Regions from separate parts of the Rattus norvegicus genome. Here regions 1 and 3 are each linked to region 2. Evidence: chromatin contacts called from public Hi-C data. All regions are on one chromosome and are shown on one strand. Each heading gives the region's core, a stretch centred on a gene start, on an enhancer-like site or on the middle of the called end of the contact. The rest is flanking DNA. Distances are from core to core; before and after follow the strand shown.

Region 1 (4,156 bases), core at 804-3,303, 260 kb before region 2:
TGTGTGTATGTATGTTCATATGTGCCAGAGTTTGTTATTTGTGTATGTGTGTGTTGTGTATTTTATGGGTAAAGAATGTAAATTCATGCATATGTGTTACAGATGTCCGTATATAGTGAACAAGATAGAAACAAATTTTAATTTTCCCAGAAGTTGCTATGCTTATGGGGGGACAGGGAGAAGAGGAGATGGTTGTTTGTGTACCTTTCCGTGTATGTGAAGCCAGTTATGTTTGTCTTCTAATTGCCATCATTACTGTTATTGCCACTTTGTGGGGGGCCTGAGTCTGACCTGAGCTGGGTTCCTGCTGAGAGCTACAGTGCATAGCCTGGCCTACAATATATAGCCTGGGCCACTTGGTTAATCAAATCAGACTCAGCTCTAGCACCCAGATGACAAAGAACTCAAAAATCTTATGATTTCACAAAAAAGAATGATTTAACCAAGAATTTCTGGGGAACTTATATGTTTGAGAATAAGTTTTATATGTTTGAGAATAAGTTTACCTCTCTCTCTCTCTCTCTCTCTCTCTCTCTCTCTCTCTGTCTGTCTCTCTCTCTCCCTGTCTCTCTCTCTCTGTCTCTGTGTGTGTGTGTGTGTGTGTGTGTGTGTGTGTGTGTGTGAGAGAGAGAGAGAGAGAGAGAGAGAGAGAGAGAGAGAGAGAGAAAGACAGAGACAGAGACAGAGACAGAGAGAATAATATCGGAATGTGTCTGAACTGGCTATGTAGATCAGGCTGGCCTAGAACTCAGCAACCCACATGTCTCTGCCCCAATTCTTTGGCAATGAGGGCACATGCATATTTGAAGAAAAGAGTTTGTGGTAGAGCAAAGCTACTTGTGAGGCAGGAACAAAGAGGGCAAGAGCTGAAATTCCGCAATCCATTTTGCAGGACATCCTCAGTCCCTAAGCTTCTTAGAATGCCCTCCAATTCTTCGAGGCTCAACTGCCTCTGATAGTATACCTTAGGAGACAAGCCTTTCCACATAGTTACTAACAAGGCTCCTGTGACAAGGTGTAGCAGAAGGCTCAGAAGTGCCAGTGAGGAGGCATTGACCATGGATATGAAGCCCCAGTCGTACAGTTGAGACCAACTGTATTACTCATGGATATAGCTGTACAGGGTATGTTGTGTCTAATAGGAATCTACTTTAGAGTGATGTCACATGCCCTTACCAAAAATAAAACAATAAGTATGTGAGATGAGAGACCATTTGCTAGCTCCATTTAACCTGTCTAAAGTTCACATGGACCAGAACATCACACTCTACCTTCTATGTGCAGCTTAGTATCCATTAATTAAATGCAAATTAACTGTAAAATCCACAGACTGTGTGGACCCACATCAGCCTTGCCATAGCCAGACTCTCAACAACTCTCCCCACAAGTGCCAGTTCCTTGATGCAATCTGTCTAACTTTATATCTTGGTAAAGACTGTAATTCATTGCCCCCAAGTCTTCACGAACTTTTCTTTGAAAATTATACTCGCTATCTGTAGGGCATATTTTTCAACCTATTTAAAATAGATACAGTAAATCCCCAAAGAGGTGCTTCTTTCTGGTCCCTCAAACATGAAACCTTCTCAAGAAACTGAAATAAAAAGCAAACTTCATCAAATTATTTCACTGGAGAGAAGTGGAGGGAAATGTTTTGAGGACAGTTAGGAGGCAGTCATCTTTGTCAGGGGCCAGAACACACTTCCCTTGAGAAGCTTTAGGACTGACATAAATAATGCAGCCTGTAGAAAGGTCATCTCTGAGGCTTCAGAGCGACAGCCCCAAAACAATTGCTCTGAAGAATTCCAGGCATCAGTCTAAGCACTACATAGAGAGGGGCAAGGAAGCCCTGTGTAAAAAGTGCCAACCTTGAACCTTGCTGTGGCTCTGGTGTCTTATCAGGCGCCACATTCTAGTCCCTGCAGCAAAGGTAGAAGAGGTGCAGGCCAACACATCTTGAGAGGCAGGAAGCACAGGCCACAGGGCATTTAGAGAGGTCAAGCGAGCATGGAGCAACTCCAGGAATCAATAGCACTGCGAGGAGTGAGGAGGGATCAGTGACCTCTGGACTTTGTGGCAGTTTAGCAGTTGATTAACAACACACCAGGGACTGGCCCTGGGCTATGTGGCAGCCACAGACAGCTAATTTCAGACAATTGGAATGAGCTAACTCAGGCAGGCCCTTGCAGAAGGCACAGCTCCTGAGCAGGACACTAAACAGGAAGACACTTGAGCCACTTGACAAAGCTTACAAATCACCTCAAAATCTGAGTCCCCCCTCCCACTGGGCCTCTTCTCAATTTTTATCACGAAAATTTCCAAAATTTTTTTTAAAATCAGTGAATTTAATACATTTCCATACATTGGGTCACCAATATCCATCTATTAACTCATGACCAAATTTATTTATCTCTGACTCTCCCCACTCCAGCTACACAAGGTTAACATAGGGCAAGTACTAGACATAATAATATAACTTAATTTGTAAATCTTCCTGCTTAAATCTCTAAACAATTCCTCTCTGGAACATCCTATGCTATTATCACAGCAAAAATTAAGTGCCCAAGGCACTTGTTTATGAGTGCACTAGTCTTGGCTGAGGACAATCTATGAATTGAGGCTATTTTGGGATTTTGGAAATCGGGCTTACTGCTGAATGCTACCAAATACTGAATAAATAAACTATACCATTCCTCCAAATTTCAAGTGGACATTTCTAAAATTTAAAAGCAAAGGAATTCTGAAAACGACAGAAATAATACACAAAAAACATGCAATTGTTTTAAGCAGTGCACAAAAAGAAGTTACAGAAGGAGAGAGAGAATAAGTCGTCAGAACAATAATGAACAAGAGTGTCCTCCAGAGGGGGGTGAACATGGCTGCAGAGCGGCAGGTCGTGTTGAGGGAGTTCGTGGAGTTGATGGGCACTGAGGAGGACAGGCCTGTCTTCTTCCTGGAGTCAGCTGGCTGGGACCTGCAGATTGTACTTGCAAGCTTTTATGAGGATGCAGGGGCTGAAGACATTGTGACCATTTCACAGGCAAACCCAAGTTTAATGTCTAGAGGCACAGCTCCTAGTGATAATAGAGTAACATCCTTCAGAGACCTCGATCATGACCAAGGTGAAGAGGAAGAGGAGGAAGAGGAGGAGGGGGAGGTGGAGGAGGAGGAGGAGGGGGGTAGGAGGAAGAGGGGGGGGAGGAGGAGGAGGGACAGAGGTTTTATGCTGAGGGCTCAGAAAGAAGTAGACAGCAAATTGTTGACCTCCCTAGGAAGAAAAGTCCCAACAAGCTGGTGGATGATCTGTTTAAGGGTACCAAAGAGCATGGGACCGTAGCTGTGGAATGAGTGACCAAGAGCCCTGGAGAGACCAGTAAACTGAGACCGTTTGCAGAAGGGGGCTACCGCCTTGGAGCAGCACCAGAGGAAAGGTCTGCCTATGTGGCAGGAGAAAGGATTCAGGCCAGGATGTTCATGTAGTGCTAAAGCCCTGGAAAACTAGATTCAGTTTAGATAATGACAACCTTAGAAGCGGCCGAGACCCAGCCAATGCTCAGTTCCTGGAGTCTATCCGTAGAGCGGAAGTTTCTGTAGAGCTTTGGAGGTTAGTTTACACTGGGCAAGTGGCTTTGGATATGGAGGATCATAGAGATGAGGACTTCGTGAAGCCCAAGGGAGCCTTCAAAGCCTTCACCGGTGAGGGCCAGAAAGTGGACAGCACGCCCTCCCCTCACCCACCCCTTAGTATTAAACACCAGCTCTCCAAACCAGCAAGCAGAAAATGAAACCAAAGCTAACTTGTCCATATTAATCAATGAGGCAGAATCCACCATGGACATTCAAATCTGGCTTGTAGATGGTGGGAGGCTGGTGCAGAAATTCAACCACAGTCACAGGATCAGCGACAATGGACTCTTCATCATGTATGCCCGGCCAGCTATGGCTGCCACCAGTTTTGTCCTTATCACGACCTCCCTAACAAAAAGTTGGCTGATGAGAACCAAACTCTAAAGGAAGCCAATCTTCTTTGCACTGTCATCGCTGTCATCATTTGGTGGTTAACATAACCGCCTAGCTGCTGCCTCACCTCCCTGTGTGTCTCCCATGACTGAAGTCATGCCCATGGGAATTACTTCCCAACCCCTAGCCCTTCCAGTGC
Region 2 (4,574 bases), core at 2,072-4,571:
CTATTTCCTCTCCAAAAAATATTTCCTACCCTAAAAGGTAGCTAGTTTACTTAAAAAAAAAAAAGTCAGTTTTCTTACACTTATGTGTGTGATGATTTTGGTTTCTTCTTTGGTTTCTTTCTGATTTGGTTTCTACTACCTGAAATAATAAGTAGCCCTTTAATAATAGTATTAAACGTTATTGTTGTATTTTCTCAGAAGTAAGTTTCAGTTAATTTTCACATGTGTCTTGGTGTCTCAAATCAGTCATCTCCAAATACTCCATGGTTTTGGAAAGTCTGAACTTCTGTCTCCTTGTTATTTCATGTGAATTTAATATTCTTACCCAAACTTTCCACATTCCACATCCTCAAGATTTCATTTTGTCTCTAAAAATTTTTAATGCCAATTAAAAGCCAAAATCAACTATTTTCAGCCTCAGTTTTCAAATATCAGTTTGTTTTACCTAACTTTTATACTGTAATTTCAAACTTTAATATCTGACCTTTTCCTACTGAAGAAAAACAGTAAAAACTACCATTTGTGTAGCTTTTAGAAAGTTGGCTCCTCCCACCTGCGGTTTTAGGGGAGGTTGGGAGGCGTCTGGCTTCCCGCCCTGCGCCTCCAACCAGAGGTGCTGCCTCCCCTGATCGCCCAATTACCCCAGGATCAGTGTAGTGCCTGCGCCGCCCTGTAAGGTTGGGGGATGGCCCTGTGCGTACCCAGGAAACGCAGAGAAAGGGTGACTTTACAAGTTTGAACTCACACAATGGAACTCGGAGGAGGGAAGAATCGACTGAAAAGCAAACAACAAAGTAAAAGACCGACTTGGCTTATTCTCCTGGCCGATTTTCTGCTGAATCAGCTAACTTCACGGAAGCATTGAATTCCGGATTCTAAGGAGTTTTAGCTCTTGTTTCCAAGAGTAGGAAGTGTTACTTTCACTATAAGAGACTGCTAAGTAAATGTCAACATTAAAATGATAAATAAATAAATAAATAAAAGATAGTGGTTATCTATTAACCCAGCAATCTTGGATGGGAGAGCAAAAGGCTGCGGGGGGGGGGGGGGGGCGGGCACTAGAGGGGGACCGAAGGGGCGGTGTCCTGTGGGTCACCAGAAGGCACTATTCCTAAGAGGCTGTTGCATTGAACTGCAGCGAAGAGGAGGAAGACAGAGTACTATAACTCACAATACACCATGGTTGCTAATTTTGTTTTGCCACAAGGCTGTTTTAATGACGTTAACTGCTATCTCCCCCACCACCACCATCACCACTCCACTGCCAAAGAACCTGCACAGCCTAGAACGGACCTGCAGTCGCCTCTTCTCTACTCCCTGCCCAACTTTTGTTCTCCAGTTCCACTTGTTCCTGGTATGAAATCTGACAAAAAGCAAAAATCTTGAAACAAAAAGAAAGGGCGGAAGGGAAAGGAAGGGGAAGGAAGGGAAAGGGCGGAGGAGGAGAAGGAGGAAGGGTGCAGAGGAGGGGGCAGGGAGAGAGGGAGGGGGAGGGAAAAACGGAGGGAGAGAGGGAGAGGGACCGAGAGAGGGAGAGGGAAGGAGGAAGGGAGGGTGAGAGTGAGGGAGGGAGAGGGGGAGCAAGGGTGGGAGGGAGAGGCTGGCCACTGGAGTGCCTGCCACCCTAACTATCTGAAATGCTTATTCCCGAGATTACAGTAATTACAGCCGCAGCGTGAGTTCCATACAAGCGCTAAATGAAACAGCACATCAATTAAAAAATAAACACTCCATTCTAGGAGAAAGACAACCCCCTGGGAAGTCCTAACAAGCGCAAATGAACCTGCCAGGCCCTGGCCCCTCACACCCTCCTCCCTACTTAAGGTGGACGCTGAAAGGGCTGGCAGCAGCTGAACGCTCCTCTGGTTCTGGGTGTTGAGTACAGCACGCAGCCCCGCCTCTCACAGCAGAAAGGGAGGCACAGACAAAAACACATGTTAAGTTTTTATGTAGATGAGTGTGTGTATGTCTTAAAAGTAGCACGTGGGTAGGGAATGCAGTGGCAGTAGTCAGTGTGTCTTATTGGTAAGCTTATGTTTGTGTCTGAAAGGATAAACTGATCTACGTCTTTCATATATTTATGTATTTTATCCCATCCAAAAAAATCAACCTCCCAAATGACATCTGGCTTGATCACTCCCGCTTTCTAGGTAAGGAACTGAAGTGCCACAGGTCATGCGGCAATGGACACTTATGTACCACGCTCCTAGCACTCGGAAAGGGCTACCAAGCAGTCTTGGCCAAACCTGGTCATCTAGCCCCAATAGAAGTCTCACTACTATCTCACCAAGTCGCCAAGTCCGAAAAGCCCTCGTTATGAGACTACCAAGAGGAAATCTCTCCCTGAAATGCCCTAGCTCTGGATCTGGACCAGCCTTGGAGCCCTAGCTGTGCTTCCAAGACCATCTAGACCCCGCAGATATTGTCTGTGGAGCAAGAGACTGACTCAGAGAGCCCTGGAAGGTGATTCCAGAGATCTCTCCTGGGAGAGATCCCAGGAGCAGACTCGGAGAAATGCGACCAAGACCTCTGAAGCGCTGAACTCTTTGGGGACAGTCTGAGTAAATGCTCAATCCGTGTGGTCAACCCCATGGTGACCAAAAACAAACTCTCCATCCGCCCAAAGCTAGGAAAGCAGTCCCAAAACTACGGACTTCCTTAAGGAAGGCAGAGCCTTGAGAACGCAGATACTCCGCCCCGTTGCGCAGGGATTGGTGAAGCAGAAGAGGGAGGAGACCAAATGCAGGCTGTATAAATATTCATGAGCCGGCCTGGAGGCGCTAGCTGACTAAAGCCGGGAAGTTAGGCGAAGGGCGCAGCTCCTGTGGAGGAGGAGGAGGCTGGGACTACGGTGCTCAGGTGTCCCCTCTGTCTTTTGCTCTGGATTTGTTTGTCGGTCTAGCAAGAAAGCACGTCCTGCACCCTGCCCGACTGTGGCCAGAACGCGGCTCGGACTTTTGGTGGCTGCAGATGCAAGAGGACCGACGCAGGAGTGAGAAGGCGGCGGCCTGAGCAGCCGAGGGCCCGGAACTCTGGCAGTGGCGGCGCGGCCTGGAACGGACATGAACCCTCGGGGCCCGAAGAGGGGCCGCTAGGTCTGACCCGAGAGTCTAGAGGCCAGACACAGCCATCTTGACTGAAGCCAGAAAGGAAACTTGAGGCGCCCTCTGAGCCTTCGCTGCTGGGAGCCACACGAAGTGTCTGAGCTTGCAGGAGGACCTACAGGAGCTCAGGAGAATGATCCCGGGGGCCACCGCTCCGCTCCGGGAGGGCTGAGTGCGACTCAGAGGGCGCAGGACAGACCCTGTGGAATTGTGGCGCGTCTGCGGTCACCCCAGGAGAGGCGTGGGGGAGGGCCGGACGAGTCCTGCCTAGGTTTCCGACCCTGCTGCCACAGACGCTGCCTGAAAAGGAGATAAATTGTTGGCAGATTCTCCTCTCGGCAGAGAAAAGCCGGACAAGACCTTCTGGTCGCCTGCACTCCCTTTACTCAGGTTCCTCACCGTAGAGCCCTTCTGCGCGGCGCCCGGAGAAGGAGGACTTGGGGTCCCGGCGCTCAGCATGGAGTGGGGTTACCTGTTGGAAGTGACCTCGCTACTAGCCGCCTTGGCGGTGCTACAGCGCTCGAGCGGCGCTGCCGCGGCTTCGGCCAAGGAGCTGGCGTGCCAAGAGATCACAGTGCCGCTGTGCAAGGGCATCGGTTACAACTACACCTACATGCCCAACCAGTTCAACCACGACACGCAAGATGAGGCGGGCCTAGAGGTACACCAGTTCTGGCCGCTGGTGGAGATCCAGTGCTCCCCGGACCTCAAGTTCTTTCTGTGTAGCATGTACACGCCCATCTGCCTGGAGGACTACAAGAAACCTCTGCCGCCTTGCCGCTCTGTGTGTGAACGCGCCAAGGCCGGCTGCGCGCCGCTCATGCGCCAGTACGGCTTTGCCTGGCCTGACCGAATGCGCTGCGATCGGCTGCCGGAGCAGGGCAACCCCGACACTCTGTGCATGGACTACAACCGCACCGACCTCACCACGGCCGCGCCCAGCCCACCGCGCCGCCTGCCGCCGCCGCAGCCTGGCGAGCAGCCGCCCTCCGGCAGCGGCCACAGCCGCCCGCCAGGGGCCAGGCCCCCACATCGTGGCGGCAGCAGTAGGGGCAGCGGGGACACGGCGGCTGCGCCCCCCTCTCGCGGCGGGAAGGCGAGGCCCCCTGGTGGCGGCGCCGCTCCCTGCGAGCCCGGGTGCCAGTGCCGCGCGCCCATGGTGAGTGTGTCCAGCGAACGCCACCCGCTCTACAACCGCGTCAAGACCGGCCAGATCGCCAACTGTGCGCTGCCCTGCCACAACCCCTTCTTTAGCCAGGATGAGCGCGCCTTCACTGTCTTCTGGATCGGCTTGTGGTCGGTGCTCTGCTTCGTCTCCACCTTCGCCACTGTCTCTACCTTCCTCATCGATATGGAGCGCTTTAAGTACCCGGAACGGCCCATTATATTCCTCTCTGCCTGCTACCTCTTCGTGTCTGTCGGGTACCTGGTGCGCCTGGTGGCTGGACACGAGAAAGTGGCCTGCAGCGG
Region 3 (4,175 bases), core at 513-3,012, 350 kb before region 2:
CTCTACTCATTCCCCTCCCCCTTCTCTTCATGTGCTCATGGCCAGCCTCTACTCTATTCCTTTCCTTCTCTACTCTTCTCTACTCTCCCTTGTTTTACCCTTTCATTAAACCTCTCAACATGGAACTGTGTTGTCCTGGTGTGGTTTGTCCAGATGTGAACCAAGACTTCTACCCCAACAAATGTCACAGTACACACTCCCCTTGCAAGTTGTCACCATGAGTGTAGTCTATTACCCAGTCCTCACCCTCCATTCTGAGCAAGTGATCACACTCATCATTTGTCCAGCCTCCACTCATAAAATAACCCCTCAGAAACTCAGCATCCTTCATAATCACATATAGATGTCTAAATTCTCTGTACATTGTGTGAATGCCAAGAGAAGGCAACATTACTATGACTCCCACACTTGAGTTGCAGGCTAGGCTTTTAGGTTTGGCTCAAAGGCTACAGAATTTGTGGATACCTTCTGTATTCTCCATGCCACTCCCCGAGCATGGCACTCCAGATCTCTTTTACACCTCTACAAATATTTCTTTCTTTCTTTTTTTTTAAAGATTTATTCATTTATTATATATAAGTACACTGTAGCGGTCTTCAGATACACCAGAAGAGGGCATCAGATCTCTTTACAGATGGTTGTGAGCCACCATGTGGTTGCTGGGAATTGAACTCAGGACCTCTGGAAGAGCAGTCAGTGCTCTTAACCGCTCAACCATCTCTCCAGCCCCTCTACAGATATTTCTAAAGGTACTTCCCAATTTACTCTGCCCATGGGCCTGTACTCACTGAAGTGATAGGACTTCTCAGAGTTTCCCCTCCATTGTTGCATCTCTGAATCTAATCCCTATCTCAGAGGTCATAGGCATTCTAATGAAACCTGCAAGTGTCACCTGTCCCCTCACCAAGAACACATAAAAAGTGACAATTACTGGGGAAGGACTCCCTTCCATGGAGCTGCCTGCAAGATGTGCAGAGATCCGTTATGGTAAATATGGTGCATAAGAGCAGTTAGTTTAAATCTCAGGGAGCATGAGTCATTAGATATCTCAAAATACCCTCCTATCTGCCAGGGATTAATCTCAGCCCAGGAGATGGCACAGACATTAAAGTGCTTGCCAAAAAGGCATGAAGGCCTGAAAGCAACCCTCAGTTCAATTATGTGAGTTTGGAGCTGCCTGCCTGTGATCCTTGAAGTGGGGAAGCAGAAACAAGAGGATCCCTAAGTTTCTGGCCAGGCACACTGACCAAATCAGAGTTCAGTGAAAGACTTCAAAATATAAGGAAGAAAACAATAAAGGAAGATAAGTCATTGTTAACCTCTGGCTTCCACATGTATCTACACACATACATATACAATATCATCCTGGAGAGAGAGAGAGAATGAGAGAGAGAGAGAGAGAGATGTGGAAGTGAGTGGGTGAGGGAGGATCTAGTCAGATTTGAGGGAGAGGACACTCCAACTCCAGGGGATACAAGACCATCAAGTCAAAAACAGTGACAGTGTCACTACCAAGAAGTCCTCTCTCTCTCTCTCTCTCTCTCTCTCTCTCTCTCTCTCTCTCTCTCTCACACACACACACACACACACACACACACACACACACACAAATCTCATAAATATTCTGAATTTTCATTGGGAATATTGTGTGCAGAAACTGCAGATGGCATTGGCCAAATGTTCATTGCCACTCATTCTGGCTAAATGATTGGTGAGGCTAAATCCAGGATGAATGTGATCCTTTGTTCAGAGAACTGGAAATTTCAAGGCAATGAAGAAACTCACAAAATAGCTCATGCCTATATTTTCAGCACGTATGAGGCTGAGACAAGTAACAGCCATTAGTTTATGGCCAGGGTGGGGCTTTAGAAAGAATTCCATACCAGCCGGTTCTACAGAATAAGACAATGAAAGAGAATATTCATCAAACTTCATTTCTCGGCCTTCAAGGGTGGCCCATTCATGAGGCCATTCTAATAGCAGTCATGCAGGAGACAGACAAGTGTGCACTGGAACAGCTGCCAACTTCAAGGAGAGAAAAAGCAGAGCTAGCGACTGTGAAATGTCTCAAATGGTTTATTTCCAGAAGCTAGAAAGCAAATTTCCAAATTGTAGCAGGCAGTCTTCTGTCTGAAGGTAGTTTTAAAAAGGCAGTCTTTTGTACTCCTTTGTGTTTATGTATATGTTCACATACTGTGCATTCGTGTGTGCTGGTTCATCTGCACATGTGTACATATGGGTATGGAGAACGGAGTCATCCCTCAGGAACAGTCTAGGAGGCTAAACTGGCTGGGTGAATACCCCAGAGATCCCCCTGATTCTACCTCCCCAGCACTGGTGTTTTAAGTGTGTGCCACCATGGCCTTGATATTTTTTCCAACTTTGGTTCTGAGATCACAGTCTTGTCCTGCTGCTTACTTCCTAAACTACTACTCCAGGCTAGGGACAGTCCTTTACAGTCCCCTCCTGCCATGTGTTTCCTCTGGAGAAATGTCAGCATCAAAACACAATGAAGTAACATTCTGCTCCCTCCCTTATCCCTTTCTTTGTTGCAGGATGTTGGTCTTGGCACATCTTTCCTCATCATCTGGTTAAGTATCAGCCTGTGAGAGCGTCCCCATTCTGCAGAGTGCTGTCTGGGATAAGACAACCCCAGTAAGAGAGCAAATGGCGACTTAGTTTAAAGTGAAAACTGTTTTTGTTTTGTTTTAAAGCAACAATTTATAGCAGCTTCTCAGGATGTGTCTGTTCTCACACCTCTTACACCTTGGGTGTTGCTGTGCAGACAGCAGAGTCCTCAGTCATTCATACCTAATGGTGTGAAACACCAGCCATCCAATTGCACTTGGTTTTGTGATAATGTTCTTACAGTGTTTGTTTTGAGAGTATCTTCTAAGGATGTGGATGGTTTAGCAGGTAAAAACACTTATTGTCAAGCCTGATGACCTGAGTTCAACCCCAGAGACCCACATGGAGGAAGGAATAAATTGACTCCTGCAAGTTGTCCCCTGACTGTCACATATGCACCATGTTACATATCACAAAAAAATTATTTATATATTCATATTTAGACTAATCCATCCTGACATCCATATATATATGCATAATATATATACACACCACACATAGATAGATAGATAGATAGATAGATAGATAGATAGATAGATAGATAGATAGATAGACAATATAAGTATATAAGTATAGGAATTTGTATAGGTATATAATGGTATATCCAATCAGAGCATAACACCAGAAGAAAAACTCAGGGGTGAGGATGTAGCTCAGTAGAGAAATATTTGCCATCTGTACAAAGGCCTCAGTTCTATCCTCACAACCGCAAAAAGAGAAGGTAGATAAAGAAAAGGAAGAGTTACTCACGTCATTGAAACAGTACACTAGTCTCTGTTTAGTTATAGCAGGAGTCAACTATAGAAAGTACCTGGAAGTGTTACAAGTGGATAGGCAAAGTGCAGAGAGGCCAACAGAACTTCACCAGCATACAAGTTGCAATATCGTCCAGACTTAGAGCAAGTGATATTAGGACTAGATAAATCTATGTGTTGTCAATCTCAGCATGCATGACGTTTCAATAGGAAAATCAAGATATGTCCAAAATTCACCTTATTTAACATGTGTCTTATTCAGAACTGATATTGTGGTTTTAAAACATTCGTTAACTATACAGTGATAGACCTGAGGGCTTGAGTTTAACTGGAACCATTAATATTATATTTAAATCTTAAGCAGCACTAAGATTTTAAAGGTTTGCAGAGTGTTTTGTAAGTGTGGTTCCTTTAAAACAACTTGGACAATTAACAAAACTAAGAGCTGACTAGAAGTTTCAAGGAACTTTCTCATCCAGTGGCTTTTCCTAGGGCAGCTGCTTGCCAGCCTGCACATTTTCAAGTAGACACTAAGTCATATAAGCAGAACTCAGCCAGCTCCCATTTCTCAGTTAAGGGGTGAAGCAAATCACCCTGAGAATTGGGGTCAGCTACTCCATCGGGGGCTTAACGCATGCCCAGAACCATCCAGCATAAAGCAATTAAACCTGACCAGTGATGGCCATTTAATGAGCTTCCAGGTGGCAGAAGGGCATTCGCTCCACGTGTCTCAAATAGGTTGTGATATGTTGTAAAGCTAACGTGATAAATAATTTACGTATTGGAATCCTG

What was found. Hi-C and Micro-C count contacts between places; a contact is called where the count stands out from the background.
Region 1: a contact with region 2 is called in a Hi-C map of liver, with 5 times the contacts expected there. The contact joins the enhancer-like site here to the promoter of Fzd8 in region 2. A contact is called at or near these places in 3 of 12 Hi-C or Micro-C datasets (kidney and liver).
Region 3: a Hi-C map of Schwann cells shows a contact between it and region 2, with 6 times the contacts expected there. The contact joins the enhancer-like site here to the promoter of Fzd8 in region 2. A contact is called at or near these places in 3 of 12 Hi-C or Micro-C datasets (the A7r5 cell line, Schwann cells and liver).

The regions. Positions count from the first base shown.
Region 1 is chr17:61,749,323-61,753,478 of GRCr8, forward strand. It overlaps the pseudogene Nsfl1c-ps1. Among named protein-coding and RNA genes, the nearest start is that of Trnaa-agc37, 140 kb to the right of the region's middle. Within about 2 kb of position 2,054, at least 3 of the 93 cell types and tissues checked have an H3K27ac peak or open chromatin away from gene starts, as enhancers often do. A contact at or near this core is called in kidney and liver, where this site is marked.
Region 2 is chr17:62,006,673-62,011,246 of GRCr8, forward strand. Fzd8 (frizzled class receptor 8) reads left to right here and starts at 3,322. Exons shown (of 1, transcript NM_001044251.2): 1 at 3,322-4,574. The coding sequence starts at 3,562.
Region 3 is chr17:61,653,824-61,657,998 of GRCr8, forward strand. No RefSeq gene overlaps it. Among named protein-coding and RNA genes, the nearest start is that of Trnaa-agc37, 240 kb to the right of the region's middle. Within about 2 kb of position 1,763, at least 1 of the 93 cell types and tissues checked has an H3K27ac peak or open chromatin away from gene starts, as enhancers often do. A contact at or near this core is called in Schwann cells, where this site is marked.